Linked DNA regions of Bos taurus: region 1 is linked to region 2. A link is a contact called in public Hi-C data. All regions are on one chromosome and are shown on one strand. Each heading gives the region's core, a stretch centred on a gene start, on an enhancer-like site or on the middle of the called end of the contact. The rest is flanking DNA. Distances are from core to core; before and after follow the strand shown. Region 1 holds the start of KLF2 (KLF transcription factor 2). Region 2 overlaps EPS15L1 (epidermal growth factor receptor pathway substrate 15 like 1).

What was found. A called contact is a pair of places that touch in the nucleus more often than the background predicts.
Region 1: a contact with region 2 is called in a Hi-C map of an unstated tissue, with 5 times the contacts expected there. The contact joins the promoter of KLF2 here to the enhancer-like site in region 2. A contact is called at or near these places in 4 of 11 Hi-C or Micro-C datasets (blood, liver, skin fibroblasts and 1 more).

The regions. Positions count from the first base shown.
Region 1 is chr7:6,685,856-6,688,555 of ARS-UCD2.0, reverse strand. KLF2 (KLF transcription factor 2) reads left to right here and starts at 1,409. Exons shown (of 3, transcript XM_024994816.2): 1 at 1,409-1,578; 2 at 1,763-2,588. The coding sequence starts at 1,504.
Region 2 is chr7:6,641,763-6,644,462 of ARS-UCD2.0, reverse strand. All of the region lies in intron 21 of EPS15L1 (epidermal growth factor receptor pathway substrate 15 like 1), which reads right to left. Among named protein-coding and RNA genes, the nearest start is that of KLF2, 44 kb to the left of the region's middle. Within about 2 kb of position 1,337, at least 16 of the 102 cell types and tissues checked have an H3K27ac peak or open chromatin away from gene starts, as enhancers often do. A contact at or near this core is called in blood and liver, where this site is marked.

The DNA.
Region 1 (2,700 bases), core at 160-2,659, 44 kb before region 2:
GGTCTCTTGGTATCTGTGTGATGGCAAGGTGGTCCCCCTGCAGTGGCCCTGGGCTTTGGTGGGGGTTGGGGGTCCAGATGCTATCCGTGACAAAGTCTCCTGACCCCAGGGAAGGTTTTCAGGTTAGGAGCTGCCTGCACCCCTCCCCACCTGGCCGTGGGACTCTACCTGATTATGGACACCTCCAAGCCTGAACGTGGGTGCTGGTATCAAGAGATCAAGGCTGGATACTGGCTCCAGGTTACACCATGAGATACTCTCCCTTTGATACCCACTTGGGCTCCCCTTTCCCCCACATCTTGACTCACACATCTCCTCTTGGGTGAGGTTCAAAATTCCACACATTCTCTCTCTCCGTTTCACACACACTCACTACCTATCTCCGGCCCCTGCTTTCCCCCAAATAGTCCTTCATTTGACATCTCCTCCCCACCCCCCATTACAGTGAAAGCCTCGAGGGCAGGGATTTGTCTGCCTGTTGGCAAATGCGTTCCCAGTGCCCACAGAGAACAGCACACAGTAACAGCAGAAGGGACAGTCCCTTCCTGGCAGGTCGTCAAGCATGGTGTGGGGCACCTAGGAGGCCGTGTTTAAGATGCTCCCAGGGGAGGCTTGTTGCCACTGGCCCCGCTGGTTCTGGGTCTGTGTTGTCAGATTCCTTGTCTTGAGTCTGTTCACTTACATGAGTCAGAAAAGGCACGAAGCCTGTGGACAGCTGTCAGACCTCAAGCCTCTCCCAGCACGTCCGGAATCTCAGTTTCCCCTCCCTGAAGGGCTTCTTTGAGACGGAGAGTCTCAAAAATTTAACACTTCTTGATATCATCATGAAAGCAGAGTGGTGGGCCTAGCAGTGATCAGGGCTTGGTGGGTCCCAAGGAAATGAGCCGCAGAGTCTCTCCATCCATCAGGAGTCGAGGGAACACCACCCTGAGCTCGCCAGACCCATTACCCCCATCCATCAAGGATTCTGGGGACCCTTCTGTGACTGCGGGGCCCATTTCCCCATCCGTCGGGGATCCCGGTCCATTCACAGTCCCGGGTCCCCGATGCCATCCCCCGCTCCGGGTCCTCACGCAGGCGGGAGCCCAGGACGGGACAGCGGGGATCCCTGAGCGTCACGCTGCTGTTGTGGAGCGTGTGTTGACGCCGTCGCCTGGGAGACGGGCGGGGGCGGGCCCGGGGTGGGGGAGCGGCCTGGCTGCTTGCGCTAGGGGCCGAGCCGGCCGTGCAGGGCCCTGGCGGCCTCAGTGGCCACGGCCGCCGCCGCCCGCCGGCTTATATACCGCGGCTAAATTTAGGCTGCGCCCGGAGCTCGTCCCCATCCGGGACGCGTTTCCGCCGCCGCCGCCTTGGCCCGGCCCCCGCGCGCGCCGCGCCTATAAGGCTTGGGCGGGCCCGGCCGCGGCCCGCAGAGCCGTCCCCGCCCGCCCGCGCCCCGACCAGCCCGGCTTCGGGCAGCCACTCACCGGTGTCCCGAGTCCGCGTCAGCCCCAAGTCCCAACCATGGCGCTGAGCGAGCCCATCCTCCCGTCCTTCTCCACTTTCGCTAGCCCGTGCCGGGAGCGCGGCCTGCAGGAGGTGAGGGCGGCAGGGACCGCGGGCGGCGGGGGCGGCTGGCTCAGGGTAGCAGAACGTGGGCTGCGGGGTAGGAGAACGCAGGCGGCAGGCACTGCGGGCTCAGGGTAATGGAAGGCGGGTAGCGGGCCGCGATCTCCGCCCCACCGCGCGCTCACGCCCGCGCCTATCGCCCTGTCACCCGCAGCGCTGGCCGCGCACCGAGCCCGAGGCAGGCGGCACCGACGACGACCTCAACAGCGTGTTGGACTTCATCCTGTCCATGGGGCTGGACGGTCTGGGAACTGAGTCCGCCCCAGAGCCCCCGCCGCCCCCGCCGCCCCCGCCGCCTGCGTTCTACTACCCGGACCCTGGCGCGCCGCCTCCCTATGGCGCCCCCGCGGGCGGTTTGGTGTCCGAGCTGCTGCGGCCCGAACTGGACGTGCCACCGGGACCCGCGCTGCACGGTCGCTTTCTGCTGGCGCCGCCGGGCCGCCTGGTGAAGGCTGAGCCCCCCGAGGCGGACGGTGGCGGCGGCGGCTACGGCTGCCCGCCCGGCCTGGCCCGCGGACCACGGGGCCTCAAGCGCGAGGGTGCCCCGGGCCCGGCAGCCGCGTGCATGCGAGGCCCCGGGGGCCGGCCCCCGCCACCGGCCGACACGCCACCGCTCAGTCCCGATGGCCCCGCGCGCCTGCCTGCACCCGGCCCGCGCGCCCCCTTCCCGCCTCCCTTCGGCGGCCCTGGCTTCGGCGCGCCCGGGCCCAGCCTGCATTACGCGCCGTCCGCGCCCGCCGCCTTCGGTCTCTTTGACGACGCGGCCGCCGCCGCCGCGGCTCTGGGTTTGGCGCCACCCGCTGCCCGAGGTCTCCTCACGCCGCCTGCGTCTCCGCTGGAGCTGCTGGAGGCCAAGCCCAAGCGCGGCCGCCGGTCCTGGCCGCGGAAACGCACGGCCACTCACACCTGCAGCTACGCGGGCTGCGGCAAGACCTACACCAAGAGCTCGCACCTCAAGGCGCACCTGCGCACGCATACAGGTGGGCGGCGAGCTCGGGCTGGGGACCACTGCGAGGGCGCTCTAGAGGAAGGGCATGCTTAGGAACCCCCAGAGGGCGTAGCCCAACGGTTGGGCAGTGGGCAAGGTCTTAG
Region 2 (2,700 bases), core at 88-2,587:
ACACCTATACACAGACGCCAGACTGGGGAGTCCAGGCTCTTGCACCCCACCTCAAGGCCTTGCTATAAAGCCCCCCAGACCCCAGCAGGCTGAGCCCCGACTCCTCTGCTCCAGGCCCCCCAGGTCTGGGCACTTTCACCCCGCTATACAACAGGTGACAAGCGTGTCACTGAACTCCCACTCAATCCACCACGCGACTCTGGGTGCAGGAGGGCGGGCGTGGGCTAAGGCAGGCAAACGCTTCTATTTTCAAACTCGGCCGACTTTGCAAAACAGAAATTCACCCCAGAGAACAATTCGTCTCCAGGCGTTTCACACCTTAAGAAGCTGAGAGGAAAGTGACTTTCTTTCCTTGGCCAGGAGCCGGCTCATGAGCACTGTGGTCAGGGGTCCTGCCCAGTCCCAGCACGGACGCTCCTGATAGGCGGCGGGGGTGGGGGGCAGCCCACGGGAAAAGGAGGGCTCCACCAGGCTGGGTGCCTGAGGTTCCCTGGAGCTCCCCGACCCTGGAGCACCCCAACCCTGGCTGGCCGGCAACTGTCGCATTTTTCCACATTCGAGCTGGCAATGAACTGCATTTGTCCTGTTCTAGAACTATCACATGTACCCACTGAATTATCTCTCTGAAATCATCGTGGGAACGGAATTCAAGTAGTTAAGTTCAAGGCCGAGGTGCTAACCGCTACGGCTCAACTGGAGAAGCCATTTTCAGAGTGGATCCTGCGCAATAAACAAGGGGTTGGGATCCACAGGGGCACTGCTTAACCGCCCTGGTTTCACGCCACGCTGCCTGGCCTCTCAGAGCCGGGCACACACCCCGGCTGGCGCCACGGAGGGGCCCGAGGCTTCCTCTGCAGCTGGCTCCCGGGTGGCAGCTCCCGGGACGGCCAAGCTGACCACCGGGCGGATGGGCCGGCCCCGGGGGCGGGCAGACACCAGAAAGGCGCCAGAAGAAAGATGCCACCTTCTGTGACCCTGTTCTGTTACCACGTGGGGTCAGTCACAGATGTGGGAGGGGACTCGGGTTCCAGGGGAGAAATGATGATTTATTTATTTTTTCAGAATCACTTGAATCAAACAGGACCCTAGTTATTAAATAGTATCCCGTTGTCTGGTATGGGTTGGAAGGATACTGAGAAGGGGGAGGGGGCAGAAAGACACCACCAGAGTGTGCGTGGCTTTATTCTGCAGGTGAAAAGGTCATTAGCTGTAATAATAATTAAACTGGGGAGAGGTTAAAGGTGACTGGCTGGTTAGCGGTGAAGGCACGCTAGCTGGTGTCACCCAGGCGCTGCAGGAACCGCAATGTGGGGCTGCGCTTACAGGAAGTGGCAAGGGTGGGGCCCAGGGCACAGGATCCCGCTATCTGTCGCCGCAGGCGCGAGGGCCCAATCACTGACACCCACACAGCCATTTCCTGCACTTGAAAAAAAAATCTGTTTCTCCCTTTGCAAATCAACAACTTTTACCTAGAAACTCTTCGGCGGTGAGTTCTGACTGATCTCGATCTCCGGTCCGTTGCAGAGAGCACACCGCTGTTTACCTGGGGGAGGTGTACCAGCGCTAATTCTAACTGACAGGTTTCGGCGGCTGCCAGAGTGGTCTGTTTTGCATCTGCCTAGAAGAAACCAAGTCTCTACCCAAACAGACACCTGCTTGTTACTGCATACCTTGATAGACCTTTCTAGAAAACACCTCTGGGCTCAGAGAACTCAGTGCCAACTCCAGAGCGCCATGTACTGCCCCAGAGGGTGATTCTCAAAGGTTCTCGAGCAAAGCTTTCTGGCCTGGGTCAGAGCAGATGGCCGGCCTGAGGGCTGCTCCAGTCATGCGCCTCGGATGCCAGAACTCTTTCCCAGAGAACCCTGGTGAGGCTCCCGGCTGGTGGGATCCCCATCGTGACTCCACAGGCTGACGCTGTGTGTTGATTTCATGTCAGCTAATCTTTCATCAAACTTAAAGATGCAACCAAAACTCAGCTCCCACAGGCTGTGAACACTGCAGCCTCTGGGGCATAAGGCTGGCATCCCCAAAGCCAGGAGTTAACTCAGACCCAAACATCCACCTGGTCCCACACGAGTGACGACAGCTGAGCTTTGCCAGAGAGGACCCTGGAGCCCTCTTTGAAGTTCAACTACCCACGCTATTTTTTTTCGGCTGCAAAGATTTCTGCTAAACTGCCAACTCATGGGGGAAAAGGATCCCTTGAGAACTCCCTGTACGCATATGACAGCCTCAGGCCCAGCCTCTGTCTTTCCCCGGGGAAGGAGGGCCCTGAGTCCTGGTCCCTGTATCCCAGGGCCGGGTTGGTGGGTACACACCACACTCGTCACGACGCTCATCAGCTGTGCAAGGCACTTACCAGAGAGGCCACACGCTAGGCCACAGGTGCGCCCGAGTTCAGGTGGGGAAACAGGCTCGGCAAGGTTAAGACACTTGCCCAGAGCCCCTCCGGGAAACGGAAGCAGCCAGAACGTGCAACCAGTCTGATCAAGCATCCTCCTGGGATGCTAGCAGGACAGGGGACCCAGATGCCCGAGGGAGGCAGCATCAGACTCGCCTCTCCTGGCCTCACACGTCGGAGCTGACTCCAGACACAAAGACCTGGTGGGGTTCCAGAAGCTCTGGGTCCCCTCCAGGTGAGCCTCGAGTGGGCGTGTGCTCAATCAGACCCATTTCCCATACAGAGTGGTGAAGGTG